2 separate regions of the Sus scrofa genome follow, and region 2 is linked to region 1. A link is a contact called in public promoter capture Hi-C data. All regions are on one chromosome and are shown on one strand. Each heading gives the region's core, a stretch centred on a gene start, on an enhancer-like site or on the middle of the called end of the contact. The rest is flanking DNA. Distances are from core to core; before and after follow the strand shown.

Region 1 (6,714 bases), core at 2,654-5,153:
AGCAGCTGGGCCTTCTTGAAAAGCTTCCCTTATTAGGACAAAAAGAAGCCGCCTTCCAGTGCAGGAGCCCAGAAGATAGAGGGAGCTCCAGTCCTTTTTGTATTCCTGAGGCCACCATCACACCAGCTATCAGGGCACAAAAATCCCTTTTCTCATATCACATAGCTGAGACAGAAAGCCTTCTCCAAAAAGGAAAAAAACTTTACTAAAATCTGGTGGGAAAATAAATTATAAAAACTACATGCAACATAAAAGTAGACACATTTGCAAAGCTGCAACCTTGGTAAGTAGCTGTCCAGATAGAGCACAGAGCTTATCAGTCCCAAATCCCCTCCTTTGTGTTGGAGGGGCCGTTTCAGCAGAGGTTCAGTAGGTTCAGACTTGGTGTCCTGATTCTTTTTCGGCTGTTGCGTGGCATGTGGAGCTCCCAGGCCAGGGATCAGACCTGAGCCTCACTTGTGACCTAATTCGCAGCTGTGGCAACACCAGATCCTTAACCGACTGTGCCAGGCCAGGGATCAAACCCACGTTCCAGGGCTCCCAAGACACCACTGATCCCACTGTGCCACATTCTTAAGAGCTGGTCAAATGACGTGGCATGTCTGGGTCCCAGGCAAACACAAACTGACTCTGCTCTAACTATGAAGAGTCTGTGTTTTGTTAGTACTAAAGAAGATTGCTTTGTACTCCCAACTCTGACCTATCCCTGAGGTATCCTGGACTCTGGAATTCATAAGATTCCTCTAGTTCTTCTGGCTCCTGTGGAGAAAATAGTTCAGGCACTGGCATGAGCACTCTATTCCAACAAAATCACCCAGGGTGTTGGAGGGGGGTGGGGATGGGTCCCAGATGTGGGACACGCTCAGAACTCCAGTTCGTGGGCCTCACCACAGCACTCTTTTTGAGGGAAGGTAACTTACGAGATGGCCAGAGTCAGACTGTGGTACCAGAGCAGCAGTTCCTCCTGGTCTGTGGACATAAGCAGTAGCTTCTCATGGGGAAAGGTCAGCTAGGGAGAGACCACCTCTTAGCACATGGCTCAGAAAGTTCCAGCCATAAGCTGAAGGCCTTGCTGTCTCCATGGAGGTAATTCAGGGCTGAAGTGAGAAGCAGGCCAAGAACCCCAAGGCCTAGTATCCTCTCAATGTAGGTGGTTCAGTTCCTCAGGGGACTCCAAGCCAAGGAGATGAATGGTGCACAGACACTTAAGGTATTATTTTAGGCCTCTCCTCCCTTACCTAGGGCTTTTGCCTACTACTTACGCTGAGCAGTCCACCACAAGAGCCTCCTGAGTGGCCAAAGACCCTCTGGAGCTGACACTCCGCCATGGGGTAGAGAGCCCGACAGGCAAAGGTGCCACTCTGCAGCAGGTGCAATGGAGGTCGAGGTTTGGCCATGAGGAGCGCGTCAGAGAAAAGGAAGAACATTCGGGGCCGAGGCTTCCCCTGGGGAGGCACCACCAACAGCCAGCCCTGGCGTAGGAACCAGCGACCTAGGGGACAGGAGAGCTGTTATCCTGGTACAGCTCCAGGACCATGATCCACAGAACAGAAGGAAAGGGAGGCTGAGGAGACAGAGGGTACGTGCTGGTGGTGGAGACGAAAAGAGATCAGAAAAGGGCAGTTGGAGGAGTGAGGGGGAAGCCTGCAGATGACCTGAGGTAAGCCCCTTTGCCTGCCGTCCACTAAGCAGAGCCTGGACACGCTGGAGGTGCTGGTCATTCTTCTGTTTCTGACCAATGGTGTGGACTCTCTGGGCAGTCTCACTTATCAGCCGGGCTGCCCCTGGAATGACATCCCACGCCCAGCTCTCAGCACAGCTTTGATTTGGGGTGACCAGTGATGGTGAAAGGCCGTTCCAGAGGGGACCAGGGTCAGAGTCTGACTTCTTGAAGGGTAGGTAAACATGTCTTTGGATGCCAGGGACATATCAGACATTGGAGGGCAGAGCCAGAAAGGGGTACAGGAGAAGCAGTCCCCAAGGACCGCTGCAGAGGACCAAGAACATACTTGCCAGCTGTTCCTGGTCAGGGCTGTTGGGGCCTGTGTTTTCAGCCAAAGCAACAGCAAGATTCTCATACCTGGAATTAGACAGTTGGAAGTCTCTGAGGGGAAGTTGCGCTGACACACAAATCACGCCCTACACATATGTCAGTTGCAAGGCCAGGAAAGATCTGCTTGTGGCTGTTTTATCCCCCTCTCGTCTGGGACTCAGAACTTGGGTTTATACCACACGGCCCTCATCTTTTCCCACACTGAAGAGTCTAGGGCAGGTTGATCATAATTCAGGAGGCCAGATCCCAAGGTGAAAGTTTATCAACCCAAGGAGGATGCTGCAGACAACCTGACTATAAGTTCTTAACTTGTACTCAGGACAGAAATTCCAAGCCAGGTAAGCCCTTCATCTCCGGAAGCCCTGTTGCTAGCCTTAGTATAAGGCCTTTACCTCAATGTAAGTTCCACAGTCCCAGCTATGGGCCTGAGGCTGCAGAGCCCAGATACTCCAGTGAGTTCACATTTACTCTTGCAAAAGGTTTTTAGGAGCTGTTTGTCCAGGAGAGACACAGTGGGATGATCCCATGGAATCCCACAAAACTGAGAGCAGCAGTCATGCAGACACAGAAAAGAGGAGTTGGTTGAGTAAGGTTGAGTGGACTCACTGCTGGAGCCTTTGCAGAGGCAGAGGGAGCAGGTCCTGGAGCTGAAGACCCCCAAACTCAGGACGACCTTCCTGAAGTCGCACAAACCTCCGGAAACGTCTGTTCTTCTTTAGTTGCTCCTGGCGTGATGGGGAAAGGGTTGGCAGCAAGGAGAGAAGCCATTCCTTATACTGGATTCTTCCATGTACACATCCCCAGCCCTCAGGAAGCTGTGTGCTTCAGAGAGAACCCTGTCTCCCTACAGGGAACTTAGCACAGGGTGGTGGGGCACCCACAGGGCTCTATAAATGCAGGAACAGTATGAATGGAGTTTGGGTCTCCAGATTTAGAGGAAATGTACAGAGGAAGAGGGGAAGGATGTGAGATCTTCAGGTTACCTGCAGGGTGGTCCAGGACCTCTCAGCGTTGGCAGCAAATTGGGTGTAGAGCTCCAGGTGGGGACAGAAGTCCTCCAGCCCCTGTCCCCAGCGCCCTCCTTCAAGGTGGAGAAGCAGCTCTCTGCGTGGGTCAGGACAATGAAAGAGCAGCCCAAGAACTACCGAAGCACCACCTCTCTTAATCCTCATTAACCCTGCCCCAGAGGTAGTGCTATTATCCCGTTTTATAGGTGGAGAACTGGGGCAGGTTAAGGCACTGGGCCAAAACCACAGGGGAGAAAACTGGCAGACGTTGAATGTGGACCTGGGTTTCTCCGACTCTTGAATTCCGTGCAGCTACCAGAGGCCAGGGTTCCCCCTCCTTCTCTATCCCCACGCCCCATCTACTCACTGGCTGGCGCGGTAAATGAGCTCCCAGGGCCCAAACAGGGCCTGGCGCTCTGGTGGTCGCAAGGTGCCCTTGGCTCTCAGAATCCCCACAAAGTACTGCGGGAGGAGAGAATACAATACCGGTATGTAGTGCGCAGAGGAGGCTAAAGCCGAGGTGCCGCTAGGAAGTGTACAAGTCCGCCCGAGAGCCTTATGTGCAGGCGGATGGGCCAGGGCCCACCATACCCCTGGTCACCGACCTCGCAGAGACCCTGCCACACCCTCCGGTCCCCGCCCCCTACGGGAGGGTGCCCGGCCCGCACCGTGGCCACCAGCCCCAGCTGTTCCTGGTAGCGCCGCTCAGTCTCCAGCAGTTCCCGGGCAGTGCAGGCGCGTTTCCGCTCCCAGCGGGCACGCTGCTCTTGCACCGGGCACCGTGCGCTGGGACCCGGGATCTCCATGCCGGACTGAGGGATCGACGTTTCCTCCCGCAGCCCGCCGGAGATTCGAATCCCAACGGCTTCGGGGGCGGGGCCGGAGGGGGGAGCGCGCCCCCTGGCGCCTGGAGGCTGTGCGCGTTGAACCTCATCAGGTCTCTTCCTTAGGGCTTGACCCACCACCAGGGCGGCGCTGTAGGTGCGCGCCTGGGCAGGGCAGACTGGAGCAAGTGGGTGGTCGTCTTCTGAGTGGTACTAAGTTGGGGCAATAGCCTGGACTCTGAGTCAGGAGACTTAGAGGTTTAGACACTGGCAGGGCCGCAGTGTTCCACCCGTAGAATTGAGGAGGGGACGATAGTTAGGCTATGTGTTCTGTTCTGGGCCTATGCCAAACTCTAGGATCCAGTCCCCAGTGCTTTCACTACTAGGAACCCTCACGGGTCACCAGGTTTTTAATATTTTGGCCCCCGAAGAAGAACTGATGTTTTCTCCTTTCATACTGATCCAAAACCTGGTAGCCACTTAGCTTCTAGTTGGCAAATGTCAATAACTAACTTGGTGGTTGAGAACTGCTCTAATTCTGGCCAAAGACAAAAGCTTGGAGTTGATTAATCTGTGTTACCTAGTCAGAGATAAAATGTACCAGATTTTTCTTAGGTCTTTTCGAAAACTGGCAGTAGTGCTGGAGGTAAATGAACAGTGCCATTTTTGTCAGTATGTATATCTTAAAATGTGCCTACTCTCATGACCCAGAAATTCCACTTCTAGGAATGCATCCTAAAAAATTAGATCTATGGACAAAAACATATATATTAGGATGGGAGGCAAAATGTTGTTTGTAACAGAAAACTGGAAATCACCTTAATGCCCACTGGTAGAGAATTGGCTAGGAAAATTATAGTACAGCCATTTGAAGGAATAATATGAAAGTATTAAAGATGATGTAAAAAAAGCTATCAAAATGGAGAAAACGTAGTATATTACCTAGAGAAAAAAAAGCAGGCCACAAAGATGTTTGCACAATATGATCTTATTTAGGTAAAAGAAATATACGACTGGAAGGATAAACAATCAAAAACTAATTGTGGTTTTTATCTCTGGGTGATGGGATCAAAGATAATTCATTCAGCAGATATTTACCAAGCACCTAATCTGTGCCAGGCACTAGATCACTGAGGTTAAAGGGGTAAATAGGATAAATAGGGTGATTTTTAAATTCCCTTAGACTTTTATGCTTTTCCTTAGTTTTCTGCTTGAGCATACACGCATTACTTTGTAATCAGAAAAAAACTGCTATTAAACCCAAAATATTAGATAGAAACTTTCGACCCCATTCCTACCACTGTAGACGCCTATGAATCTGGGCCCCAAGCCAAGAACCAGGGTATTATCATGGTTCTGAGGTCCCTTCTAGTTCACTGACATTCTCAGAATTCTGAGGAAGGAGAAATGCTGGACTTCGATTAGGGAAAAACAATTTGAAGGGCTTGATGGAGGAAAAAGAGAGTTGGGGGGGTCAGACTGTACCTTGGATGGGTCAGAAGGAAGCTGGTGATACCATGTAGGTGAAGGACTGGTTACACTGTCTCAGGTGAATGTGGGACAGACCACACTAAGAGCTCAAGGGTGGAAGAGGACAGATAATCCCATGATGGCTGATAGCACCATGAGCCCCTAACGGGCGGGCGTAGTCCAGATAAGAGGTCATGGAAGTGTGAGCTAGGCTGAAAAATGTGTATGAAAAGCTTAGAAGGTAGAATCCACAGGGCTATAGGGCTTAATGACTAAATGTCGAGGTGAAGGAAAAGATGAAAGAAAAGATGGCACCGATTTCTGGCTTAGGCCACTGGTTGGAGGGTGGGTAGAAGAGGTTTTGGGGACAGATGAATTTGGCTTGAGGCCTGTTAAATTTGAGATGTTTGTGGAGTTCCTGTTGTGGCTCAGCAAGTTATGAACCTGACTAGTATCCATGAGGATGCAGGTTGGATCCCTGGCCTTGCTCAGTGGGTTAAGGATCCAGCATTGCCACTGGTGCTGCAAACAACAAAAAAAAGAGGGATGTGGGCAGAAGGCATGAGGGGCTCTAACACAAGCTCATTATGTCTCATCCTGTGCATGCACTTCAGTTCCAAAACGGCTGATAGTATGGTAGGCTGAATGGTGACTCCCCTAAAGATTGGTCCATGTTCTAACCTCTAGAACCTGTGAATGTGGCCTTATTTGGAAAAAGGTCTTTGTAGATGTAGTTAAATTATGAATCTTAAAATCACCCTGGATTATTGTGGCGGGCCCTAAATCCAATGATAAGTGTTCCTATAAGAGACATCTAGTAGAGCAACACAGAGACAAGAGAAGTTGGAAGCAGACATTGAAGTTATGCAGCCACAAGCCAAGGAATGCTTGGAGCCCCCAGAAACTGGAAGAGTTCTCACAAGGGGCGTTCAGAAGGAGCAGGGCCCTGCCAACACCTTGATTTCAGACGTTTAGCCTCCAGAACTATGAGAGAATAAAATTCTGTTGTTTTAAACCACCCAGTTTGTGGCAATTTTTTATAGCAGCCTAGGAGAGTAATACAGATGGTGAGGTGGGCCATAACTACAAGTCAGCCCCCAAGGCCCCAGAAGGGCCGTGAGCTATCTTTGCTACCAATCCATGTCTGAAGAGTAGGGGGCTTTTTCTCCTCCTACGTTACCAGCAAATAACTCCCGCCTCTGCAACCCTGGGATAAAGCAGAGGCATGTCCCTCAATGTCTTAAGACACAGTCTCTAATGAACAAAGACTGCCTTAAACAACCCAGAGAGGTCGTGTGCCAGGCCAAGGTGGAGCGGGGGAGGGTGTCTTAGTCAATTAGTCCTGAGTACACTCTGTCCC
Region 2 (6,198 bases), core at 3,049-5,548, 280 kb after region 1:
TGGGCATTTCTAATCTCTCTCTTTTTTACTCTATTTCTGAGTATGGGGAAGATTCTCAAAGCAGTCTTTCTCTCTCTCTCTCTCTCTCTCTCTCTCTCTCTCTGTCTCTCTCTCTCGCTGTCTTTTTTTTTTTTTTTGTCTATTTAGGGCCGCACCCATGGCATATGAAGGTTCCCAGGCTAGAGGTGAGTTGGAGCTATAGCTGCCGGCGTACACCACAGCCACAGGAACGCCAGATCTGAGCCACGCCAGCAACCTACACCACAGCTCATGCCAACGCCAGATCCTTAACCCACTGAGCGAGGCCAGGGATCAAACCCACATCCTCATGGATACTAGTCATGTTCATTAACCACTGAGCCATGACGGGAACTCCAAAGCAGTCTTTCTTGATGTGGCTTTTAATCTGAAAGTAAATTTCCTATTTTGCATGTTTCCCCAAATTCATGTACGGACTGACCTTTTGAATATTATTTAGAATATAAATTTGGGCATTTTACTCTGTCTCCATTTTTAAGGTTCTGACAACTCTGATAATAAGGATACAATACCTTATACCTTTTTTTTCTATGTCTAGTATCTAGTAATTTTTCTCTATTTGCTCACTTTACAGAGGGACCTACCTCGACCTATGTTTGTTTGGGATTGGAATTTGAAGTGGTTCTAGAAAAGATTATGCAGATTGTTTTCAAGCATATTGGTTTTAGGCAGTGGAGAAAATGAAATAGAAAATAAAAAAGCCTGGCGTTCCCGTCACAGTGCAGTGGTTAACAAATCCGACTAGGAACCATGAGGTTGCGGGTTCGATCCCTGGCCTTGCTCAGTGGGTTAAGGATCCGGTGTTGCTGTGAGCTGTGGTGTAGGTCACAGACACGGCTCAGATCCCGTGTTGCTGTGGCTCTGGTGTAGGCCAGTGGCTACATCTCCAATTAGACCCCTAGCCTGTGAACCTCCATATGCCGTGAGAGTGGTCCAAGAAATGGCAAAAAGACAAAAAAAAAAAAAAAAAAAAAAAAAAAAAAAAAGAGAGAGAGAGAGAGAAAAGCCTGATTATTCATGGTTTAGTTTTCTAGGTTGACTCTATGCTGTGCTTCATGTTGAAGCTGTGCTGGGTAACTTCTTTTCAGTATTTACAGAGGCAGCCCAAGAGTAGCTGGAGGAATGTCTCTCTAACTGGTATGTGTCCACAGGTTAGGAACCTGCTGACCAATGTCCCTGCTTTTCTGTGCAAACAGAAAGATGGGCTGAGTCTTGGCCAGCTGCCTGTGAGCAGACACTTGGCAGTTCCCAGTGTCACTCAGCTTCTTTCCTGCCTGAGCCCACCCCACATTGATGCCTCGTCCAGCTGTCTATCACAGATGACTCTGAAGGAGTGCCTCCTTCGTTGCTTCCCAGGGATGCTCTTCCTTAGCTGATAAATCCATCGGTCTGGTTCAATCCGCACTGTATCTTGTAGAAATTCTTTAGAGTTTCTGGACTAGAATTTGGACCAGAGAGGAATTAAGTGAATGAATTAAATTACAGTCTATAAGCAAAAGTCAGGAAACTCAACTTTTGACAGGTCAAAACAGATTTATTTACAGTGTCACCACTAGGTGGTGCCACCAATTAGTGAAAACAATGGTTGCTTTCAAGGGACAAAAAGCCACTTGCAGCTAGTACATACTCAAGTTTGTGAGCTTGTAGGCAACTTCTCTGTACTTGCGCATATGTGCAGAAGTGTGTACACACACACTTCTTGGTGCATGAGTTTGCTTGCTGGGCCCTGTTGGTTTACAAATGCACATCAACATGCATGCAAGTATATGCAGAGGTCTGTGCACCCTGGAAAGTATGTATGTGAAGCAAATGATATGAACTCTAAAAGGCTGACCCCTCAGCCAGGAAGGCTGCTTGTGGAGTGTGTGGATGCCCCGACCCTATGGGAGAAGCACACCACCACCACCACAGGACAGCTTTTCCAGGCAGGGAACCTGGAAACAGTCGCACATCCTCTAGAGAGACATGGTCACTTGTAATGGAGGTCCTGGAGGGCTGTGGTCAGCCCCTTCCGCTGAGTGCCCAGGGGAAGCAGACAGCCACCTCTGGATTGTATCTTTTCAGATGAGAAGTGACCGTGCACTTAGGAAAATACGTGTGTGTATACATGTTCTCCCAAATCGCTGCCCTTGCTCCTCCTACCCCCTCACCCCCACGTCGCCCCCATATCGTCACATCCTTTTGCTGTTATCTCTGTGGACAGTCCCTGCTGATCTCAGACTATCACTCTGGAGTTCCCCTCCCTCCAGGAATCGTGCCATCAGGATAACACACAAAGCCCGGGAACCTTAGGCCAGTCCCCTTCCTTCTCTGGACTCAGTTTCTCCAGCTCTCAGTGAGGGTTGGGTCTGGCTGATTCCGAGAAGCCCTTTGTGTTGCCTGGAGTCTGCAGGCAGCTGGCCGGGCCCTGCCCCCTCCCGTGGCTGGTCTCCGAAGGAGGAGAAAGTTCTGTTTGCCTTCCTTCCTTAACAGGCCCTCAGGGGAGGCCGTTGGGCTCCCCGGGGGCTCTCCGGAAGCCACTGGAGGGAGTTCTCACTTGAGCATCATTAAAAGTTCAAGTGGCTTCCTTCCTCCACGCCTGGCCCCCCGGGGTGAAAGCCCCAGGGCTCATTAGACTCACTGCCCCCTGAGCCCAATTTGTTTGAAGGGAATGTTTGGCCTTTTCATCCAGTGGAGGTTTGCGCTCAGGGTTTGAGGCCTCCCTGAGAGAGCGCTTCTTGGATTGAGGTCAGAGAGGGAAGGTCCCCAGAGGTCCCCTCTTGCCCTGGCACTTGCCTCGAGGAGGAACAGGCTGCAGGGGGGGAGCTTGTCCAAGGTCACACAGAGACAGGCTGCTGCAAACATCCCTCTGGGTAGCAGGGAGAAGAGCGAGAGGAAGGGCTGGGCTGGGTGCTCCCCGTGGATGCCTCAGGCACCCCTGGTCTCCAGGATCAAGACGCAGAGCTGGGCCTCCGGGAGGCCCTGCAGTATGTTCGGAAGAGCCGTGAGAACAGCTCGACAAGCCCACAGCAGAAAAGGCTGCCCAGGGCGATAGTGAGCGCCCATCCCTGAACACGTGGGTGGGACCAGAAGAGCTTGTCTAGCTGAACAGAGGATTCAGGTCTACTGCTCAGGTCCTGCCCACTCTGTACATTCTCCCCCAGGCAGGAAGGGCAGCTTATGACCGCTGGGCAGGGAGGATGGGATGGAGCAAGGAGCCTGCCATTTATGGCCAGTTAGCTTGTTGACTGTGAGCCTGGAGGCTGAGACTGGGGCCTGGCCCTTCTGACTTCAGCGGCCTCCTGGCTGCCTCCTGCAGCCCTGGGCTGACACCCAGACTCTCTTGGCTCCCAGACCTGGCAGGACCCAGGACCCAGAGAGAGTTATTTCACCTCCTTGGCTGATAAGAATCTGTCACCAGGGCCCACCTGAGCTCCTGGAGTGGGACAGTTTGCTTGACACAGACTCTGTCCCAGAGGCCTATGTGGGCTGCCGGACAGGGTCTTCCAAGTCATCTAAAGTCCACTGTCATAGTATCAGTGGCAAACACGTGTGTCAGCAACTGGTTTAAGAAAGACAAAAAAAAAAAAAAAAAAGAAGAAGAGAAAAAGGAGTTCGCATCATGGCTCAGTTGTTAACGAATCCGACTAGCATCCATGAGGATGTGGGTTCAATCCCTGGCCTCGCTCAGTGGGTTAAGGATACGGTGTTGCCGTGAGCTGTAGTGTAGGTCTCAGATGTGGCTGGGATCCTGCGTGGCTGTGGCTGTGGCATAGGCTGGTGGCTACAGCTCCAATTCAACCCTTAGCCCGGAAATCTCCATATGCCATGAGAGTGGCCCTAAAAAGACATAAGACCAAAAAAAAAAAAAAAAAAAAAAAAAAGAAAGAAAGAAAGAAAGGAACTGGTTTAAGTGCTTTATACATCTTGACTCCTTGAATTCTCGGAAAACCTTATGAGGAGGGATACCCCTCTGAGCCATTTTACAGATGAGGAAACTGAGACACAGTGAGCTTAGGAAACCTGTGCACAGTCACAGGGCTAATGAGCAGGTGGTTCCAGAACCCATGTTCTTAACTGCTGTGTGGAACCTTTGTCCCTGAGAGAAGCAGGAACTGAGGCCCAGGGAGGGTATGGGGCTGGTCCAGTCACTCGGCCAGGCGGCACAGTTGGGGGCCCTAAACTTCTTATCTCCAGCCCCAGGGCTCTCCCCCCATGGCCCCTCCTTTCAGCTCCTCTGTCCCCACCTAGCCTTGCTGCAGGCTTCCCCAGAGCTAACAGTTGCCTGGCCTCCCCTTGGCCAGCAGCTCCAGCCCAAAGAGGCTGCGCCCACATTCCCTGGCTGCTCTCCAGCCCACAGGAGCTGAGAAAACACAGTCCAGGGACTGTGAGGACGGAGCAGAAGCCGCTGAAGGGGAAGAAGCAGCGAGAAGCCACCAGGCTCCTATCCACTGGCCAGCTCCCAGATGCTGGGCCTCCTGGGGAGCACGGCCCTCGTGGGCTTGATCGCAGGCGCCGCTGTGGCCGTGCTGCTGCTGCTGCTGCTGCTGGCCACCTGTTTGTACCGCAGACAGGAGGAGCGTGACGTGGAGAAGAACCCTCCTGCTGCAAGAAGAAACCGAGTCTGGTGGGCCCAGTCTTGGATCTCCGCAGGCCGAGGCCACCTGGGACGCTTGCATCATTTCCGTCACACTGGCCGGGCATTCCAGGCGCCCCAGGCGGGCCACCGCCACCATCACCACCACCACCACCACCACCACCACCAGGCCCACTCCCACGCCCACCGCCAAGCCCATGCCCACTCCCACCGAGGCCGCCGCTGATGCCTGCGAATGGCAGCTGCCACCTGCCTCACCGTCACCAGGACAAGTGGACTCCTGCTTTCCTGCGCAGAAGGGCACCTCTCCATGGTGAAAGCCAGGTCCTGCTTGGGTGTCATTTGCATGCTACACCCCAGTGGGCAACGATGGAGGCAGAGAGCCTAGGACCACCACCGGGGGTGCCCCTGCTCACACCGGAGGCTGATAGGCCAGAGAGCTGATAGGCTGATAGGTGGTCTCCGAGGATGGACACCGCTTCGTGACTGCAACTCCCACCTGGCACCAGGAGTGCCAGCTGCTATGTGTGCAGATGCACAGAAGGTGTACCCTACTCTCTCTGAATGTCCGGGCCTCCGTCCAGGGCAATAGCTGGAAGGGGCCCTGGCACCACCCTTTCATTTGCAGAAGGCAGTCTAAGGCTGCACGGTCAATTCAGTGCAGCCTTAATACAAGAAAATAAAAAGCACCAAGAAGCTTTTGTCAAGAGGCCCTTTATTATTGTAACTCAAGTGGGAGGGAGCCGCCAGGCCTGTGTCTGCTCTGGCCTGGACCTTCCTCTCTGGCAGGAAGTGAGTGCCTGCGCCGGCTGTGCCCTGGGGGACACGGAGCAGCTCTGCAGGGCTCCAGGACAGTAGGTGAGAGGTGGGTCTGAGCTCCAAGAAAGGAGTTAGGGTTTGTAGGCAGCCGTGCCCAGACCGGACTCTCCCTGTACCCATGGGGCTCTGGGCTTCTGTGTGACAGTCCAGGGGCTCAGAGAGAGGAGGGTCAAGGCTGCCCAGGCTCTTTCCAGCCCATCTCTAGGCAGAATGTGCCCTGGACATGCAGAAAGCCCCGCTCTGTGGGCTGTGCTGAATTCAAAGTTTCCTTGGTAAGGAGTTCCCGTCATGGCACAGGGGTTAACGAATCCGACTAGGAACCGTGAGGTTTCGGGATCGATCCCTGGCCTCGCTCAGTGGGTTAAGGATCTGGCATTGCTGTGAGCTGTGGTGTAGGTCGCAGATGTGGCTAAGATCCCATGTTGCTGTGGCTCTGGCATAAGCTACAGATCCCTAGCCTGGGAACCTCCATGTGCCGCCAGAGCAGCCCTAGAAAAAGGCAAAAAGACAAAAAAAAAAAAAAAAAAAAAAAAAAAAAGAAAAAGAAAAAAGAAACACCAAATGAAAAATGAACAAAAGAAACAAAGTTTCCATGGTAAGAAGGTCAGGGTTTCTCATCCAGGCCTTGAGTCTCCAGCCCCTCTGGTGCCTGCATGTGGCTGGTGCCAGGTGTTTAGGAGGGAGCAGGTGGTGCTGGGTGGCTTTGGGAGAGTGCTTGGCTCCTGAGTCTCAGTTTCCTCTTCCCTAAAACGGGATGGATAGAT

Evidence for each region. Promoter capture Hi-C pulls out the DNA fragments that hold promoters and counts their contacts.
Region 2: a promoter capture Hi-C map of fetal liver shows a contact between it and region 1, with 2.4 times the contacts expected there. The contact joins the promoter of HRCT1 here to the promoter of ARHGEF39 in region 1. A contact is called at or near these places in 1 of 5 promoter capture datasets (fetal liver) and 1 of 47 Hi-C or Micro-C datasets (embryonic fibroblasts).

The regions. Positions count from the first base shown.
Region 1 is chr1:236,383,739-236,390,452 of Sscrofa11.1, forward strand. ARHGEF39 (Rho guanine nucleotide exchange factor 39) reads right to left here and starts at 3,904. Exons shown (of 9, transcript NM_001195686.1): 1 at 3,729-3,904; 2 at 3,428-3,522; 3 at 3,037-3,157; 4 at 2,660-2,778; 5 at 2,010-2,080; 6 at 1,656-1,784; 7 at 1,263-1,492; 8 at 921-1,009; 9 at 709-759. The coding sequence starts at 3,866. The coding sequence ends at 744.
Region 2 is chr1:236,666,120-236,672,317 of Sscrofa11.1, forward strand. It overlaps HRCT1 (histidine-rich carboxyl terminus protein 1), which reads left to right and starts at 4,299. Exons shown (of 1, transcript XM_021065921.1): 1 at 4,299-5,316. The coding sequence starts at 4,485. The coding sequence ends at 4,841.